2 separate regions of the Sus scrofa genome follow, and region 1 is linked to region 2. A link is a contact called in public Hi-C data. All regions are on one chromosome and are shown on one strand. The core of a region is the stretch at or near the end of the contact, and the rest is flanking DNA. Distances in the headings are between cores, read along the strand shown. Region 1 overlaps NRIP1 (nuclear receptor-interacting protein 1). Region 2 has its middle 160 kb from the start of NRIP1.

What was found. A called contact is a pair of places that touch in the nucleus more often than the background predicts.
Region 1: a Hi-C map of liver shows a contact between it and region 2, with 6 times the contacts expected there. The contact joins two enhancer-like sites. A contact is called at or near these places in 4 of 47 Hi-C or Micro-C datasets (embryonic fibroblasts, liver and skeletal muscle) and 1 of 2 datasets of contacts at active chromatin or transcription factors (alveolar macrophages).

Annotation. Positions count from the first base shown.
Region 1 is chr13:179,840,809-179,843,608 of Sscrofa11.1, reverse strand. The region is part of intron 2 of NRIP1 (nuclear receptor-interacting protein 1); the gene reads left to right. Among named protein-coding and RNA genes, the nearest start is that of NRIP1, 74 kb to the left of the region's middle. Within about 2 kb of position 1,353, at least 13 of the 83 cell types and tissues checked have an H3K27ac peak or open chromatin away from gene starts, as enhancers often do. A contact at or near this core is called in liver, where this site is marked.
Region 2 is chr13:179,751,744-179,754,644 of Sscrofa11.1, reverse strand. No RefSeq gene overlaps it. Among named protein-coding and RNA genes, the nearest start is that of NRIP1, 160 kb to the left of the region's middle. Within about 2 kb of position 1,299, at least 8 of the 83 cell types and tissues checked have an H3K27ac peak or open chromatin away from gene starts, as enhancers often do. A contact at or near this core is called in liver, where this site is marked.

The sequences.
Region 1 (2,800 bases), core at 104-2,603, 89 kb before region 2:
AAAAGATTTTATTCCTTGAGCTTGATTATCAGCAAATGGAGCATTGTTATATGATGCATTTTTAACTCTGATATATTTTATCAAGTGATGATGATGGTAAGGATTGTGTGGGTGAAAGGGGAGAAGGACACTGAGCAGAAAGTTCTGTCAAGAACTTTTTATTCTTTTTATTCTACGTCACATTATTTTTCCCATGGTTATGTCTTAGTCATATCCTCATGTGTAATGGCAAGGATTTAAATATAAAACACATTATTCATTTTATATAAATGCTATAATTGAAAGCACAGTAAGTACCAAAATAATAAAGCAAAATATAGAGTAAATATTGATATAAGAACTTAAGTGATGGTGGAATTGAACAAACAGAGAGGTATGGCATATATGTGCCAGTCCCTATATCTTTTTTATCTAAAAAGGAAAGGAAAGAGGAAAGGGAAGGAAAAGAGAAAGAAAGGAAAGAAAGGAAGGAAGGAAGGAAGGAAGAAAGAAAGAAAGAAAGAAAGAAAGAAAGAAAGAAAGAAAGAAAGAAAGAAAGAAAGAAAAACAGAAAGAAAGAAAGGAAGAGAAGAAGGGAGAGAGAAGGGAGAGAAAAGGAGAGAAAGAGAGAAAGGGAGAGAGAAGGAGAGAAGGAATGATGTATATAACGGAGATTCTCACAAAGCTAAAGTATTTAAATTTTTGATGTTAAAATGTTTTAATTTTATTAAATAACGTTCATAGTAGGTAGTAGTAGTTGTTTCTAATGATCTCAGTTGCCAAAGTAAAAATTACCCGGAAGCATTTTTAGTCCAGTAAAGTGAAGTCAGAAAGACACTGACCTATGTTACCAGCACTGTTCTTCCTGCTTCTTCTCCAGCCCATAGAGCCTCTTCTAAAGCCTCCTTTCTACCCCGCAGCCCAATCTGTATCTGAGTATCAGGTGCCGAGGCAAATCACGCGGACTCTCCCTGCTCCTGGACTGAGTATGCCCGAGACCTGGACAGCAGCACAGCCTGTCTCAGATGGGCAGTTACTGGCTACAGTTCCTGAGGTTTTTACTTCAGACATTTGCCGTGTATACTGATGAGCAAAGGAGACGTTATAGAGAGGTATGGGTGGCAGTTTCACAGTCAAAATGAAACCATTTAAAGTGAGTAGCCTACCAGTGGTGTGCCAGTAGCTTCATCTCCCTAGTTGAAAAATGTATTTTAATGTTACATGTTACTATTTGAAGACATAGAAATTCTTCAGGTACAGTGTGCATTTTCTTATTGTTTTGCTCATTAATCCCTTGGGGTGGGAACCAATGGGGTTCCTTGGCTTCTTCCCTTTACACTGTGACCACTCTTCTCTCTGTCCATGGATAGGGTCTGTAAGTGATATTCTCTGCCACAGACTGACTAAAATCCTCAATCTAGAAAGCTTTGTGTTCTGGGCTGTTCCAGGAAGCATGATGTCATGATAATTTTACCATTTTTGGCAAGTCAAGTCAGAGTTCACAAAGCAAGGCAGCACTTTTACCTAGGCAGCACCTAAAGAACATAATTATTAATTAAGTGATAAATGATTCCTCTAAATAGACTTTGTATATAAAATATATTTTATAAGTAATTCTGTTTAAAATAGAAAATATATCTATAGGTTTTGTGATCAAAGTTTGATGTATGAATTGATGCCCATTACTGATAATTTTGTTATACTCATGGTCTGCTTCTGCCTGGTAAAAAAAGTTCCTTTTCTTCCCCCTTTTTTTTTTGGCTGGGGGAGGGGGAGGCACGCCCACAGCATGTGCAAGTTTCCCAGGCCAGGGATCTAAGTCCCACCACAGCACTGACCCAAGCCACAGCACTGACCCAAGCCACAGCACTGATGCCAGATCCTTAACCCACCAGACCACCAGAGAATTGTGGAAGTTCAGTTTTCACTGATACTTAATTTATTTGTTTTTCCCTTTTCCTTGGTAATTGAGAAATTAGTGGACATTCTAGGATAGGACAATTCTGGTATTTCATTCAAACCTATTTAAGTGATCAAAAATAATTTTGCAAAATGAAAAACTGATAATGGGTGCATATACATGTATCATAATTTGAAAATTATATAAAGCTACAGCAGGTGTGATGCTTGATTTAACAAGGAAAGCTTTTATATTACACATTTACCCCAACAGTATTTTATGTATCCTTAAAAATAATTTCTTGGTCAGAATGCTTCAGTAAGGACATTCACCACATAACTCTTGACTTTATAAACGTAATTTAAGATAAATTCAATATATTGTTTGAACAGCTGAAACAAAAGGCATGGTTTTGTTAGATAATTACACTGTTGAATAATAAACTCCATTAAGAATCACTTTGTTGCTCTTATTGATAAGCAGAGTTTCTTCCTATATGTATACTTTGAAAATTATTGCAGAAGATTAGGATGCATTGTAAAATTTTTCTGATTCAACCTATTTTTAGCACTTAAATCTATGGATTTGGGAAGAAGTGACCCAAGATACTAAAAAATAGACAATTCCTATTTTAAGTGGTACAAAGGCTTGGAAGTGTTGGGGAGCATGGTTGAGTCAGGAACCTGCAAGTTAAATTGATTTCAGAATTGTCACTTGGCAAGGATCAGTTAGAACAAATGAATAAATAAATATGCAGGCCTACAGACATACACAACTCATGATTCTGAAACATATATACACTGATTTTCTATCCTACTCTTTGATCTAATGCAACATTCTTAATAGAACGTACTTTGTAAAAAAAAGTACATGAAGATCTTGTCCTCAAAGATGGGGAACATTTTAAGAACAGGGTGTACC
Region 2 (2,901 bases), core at 50-2,549:
ATCAGTGAAAAGTCTTTATTATGCATGTGTTCATTGTAAACCTTTATTTCAAGGTTCTCACTATTTTCTCTACTTTTCTCATTAAGCTGTCCAAAAATTATTAAGGTAGAAAAATATTTGGATAAATTATGACACAGGTGATTTCTTAAAAGATTTTTGGAGCAAATGTTCATTCACAGAATGGACTTTTTATTTATTATTTTTTTTAAGGAAAAGCATTCTCAAAGAGTATACATTGAAAAAAAGTAGACACATATATTATTTACTTTATTAGAAAAGGACACTTTGGGGGTACATACCATAACAGTCTAATGGTGATTCAGGGAGTTTTTCTAAGCAAATTGATTGGATTAGGTTAGTATTTAGTTGGCTCTTCCATACTTCTTAAATTTGCCATTTTTATTTTAAGAAAGCTAGTCTTATCCTTATTAAATGTAGCCGTCCCTTGGCATCTATGGGGCTTTCAGGAATTTTTTTTTCTGAATATTTTTGATCTATGGTTGGTTGAATCTGAAGATGTGGAACCTGCAGAGATGGAGGGTCAACTGTACATATTTAGGGCTCTACCACTGTTCTCATGGCTCCATTTTTGAACTTTAACATTTGAAGTTTTCAAATATAGTCCATTCCTTATTCCCAGGAGGTTCATTGTGTTCATTCATCCATTTCTCTATTTTCTCCACATCCCTCTTCATTTTCAGCAAACCTCTTAATTCCACAGTCCTTTAAATCTTTCTGATTTAAACCACACTTGAACTGTTTTTGAGCAAAACAAACAAATGTAAATCATGTAGAATTCATTGTAAAAATTGCCTTAAGATGAGACTGTAAACACAATTATTTAAAAAATATCTTAGATCTAACTTTTCCAGATAAGCCAATCTCAGGGCAGAGATAGGTTAGGAAAAAGCTTTACCGACTGCTCTTTCTCTGAGATTCAAAAAAATAAGTTCTGATGTTCAATTCCAAGTCAAGTGATAAAGATCAAAGACATTTTATTACAATATTTTTATTTTTATTGAACAGATTCACTTTGGATCTTAGCTTGCATTTGGAATGTTTACCTTTTAATAAGTGATCTGTTTAAATGTGGATCAGAGAACAAGGGTTTCTGTTTTACAGTTCAACTTTTGACCTTGGGGGATGAATGGGTGGAGGCTCAGAGGAAAAGTCCACTGTGTTTTTACTGAACTTTTTACCCTTAAAAAAAAAATGAGCAAGTTTAAAGTTCACACAGTGCACAAGAGGTCTCCACTGGGGATTTCTGGTATTATTAACTTCCTGACCTCAGATAATTAAAAAGAAAGAGCAGAGCCACCTCAGACTATGACTCAACTTTGAACTTTTAACCTCCCAAGTAAAGTATTTAAATTGTAAATGGTAGACTCTGGAAGCTTTCTTATTGCTATTAACTTCTTTCATCCTTGGTCATGAAGTTATAATTTAGGCCAAAAGCAGAGCCCGATCTTTCCTTTTTATTTACTTAACCTCTTTTAGCAGAAAGGACTGAGAACACCATTTACCTAGAAATGACAGGTATTCTGGTGAAAGGAGTTAAGCTTAAAGGGTCATTGAATTTTGGAACTAGAAGTAACTATATGATCTGTCCAGGCTCCTCAGCTGTGAAAGGGAGTACCGAGAACCAGGGAGGTGAGTGACTTCCTTGAGGTTAGACACTTAACAGGAGAACAAAAGAGCATCCCTGATTCTTTCGCTGTGTTTGCTTCTGTAGTAGAGGGATGCAGCATAGAGGTCTAGAGGATCCGTAGCTTTTATTTTTATGTTAAAATTCATAAAATAGGGAATTCAGAAGCCTAGGTCCTAAGTGACCCCTTCACTCTGATGGTTGGTATAACCTCAGGAACACATTTAACTTTTCCAAGTCGTGATTTGCTTGGTTGTCAAATGGAATGTAGTTGGGGGGAGGTAATAATCATTCAAGATCTTTTGTGTTATGACAGTTTTTGGTTCAGCAGTCTTCTTGCCTTAAGAATTCTTGCTATGATTCATACACAAACACTGTATAGATACACCATTCTTAGCAACAGCTGGGTTTTCTTAACATGGAGGATAGAGCTAGATTTGAGGGTAATTGGTTACATGACACTGGCTTGACCGTGATGATGAGACTCTCCTTACTTTAAGACAAAAATCCCAAAGGAAGAGGAGGAAATCATGTAGAGAGATGTGAAGAACAGAGGGGAGAAGAACAAAAGAACTAGGACAAAGAAAGGAGGGATGACCAGGAGAACAGGCTTTGGAAAGGAGGGTGGCAAAGAGATGGTAGCCCTGTCAGGTGGATGAGGACCCCGCCAGTGCTTGTGATGCTGAGAAAGCCGATGCATGCATTGTGAATCTGCGGGAGCCACATGCTCTTAACACTGAAGCTGAGATAGGCAACTCTCCCTGGCACTGGTGCAACACGCAGCGTGTGGAAGAGTCAGTCATCCTGGTCCGCTCTTCCCTCCTGCGATTCGCTAACACCTTTATTGCCTCCAGTTAGTTACTCACACCACTCTCATTCCCATCTGTCAAGGAGAGTTCCCTTCCAACATTCTGTCCTTCTTTTCTTGTACAAAAGAGATCCTCCCAGCAGCGTGGTGACAAAGGACCGAGCTGATACTGAACTCTGAGATAAAGCAAGTTTGGACTGGGGTGAGCAATGATGGTCTCATTTCCTGGACCCAAGAAACAAGAGAGATGTGACTGGAGGCTTTGGCCCAAACCTTCATGCAGAGGCAGCAGGAGGGGAGGGGAGATGCAATGGCGGTCTGGCTGGAGGCCTGTCTGTTCGGCCTGGTAGTAGTGGGTCTGGGGTCACTGCCTGGTCAAAGTGGCTATAGATGTAATTGACTGCTGTCACATCACAGATGTTTACTCACCCATCGCCTCAGCCATTCT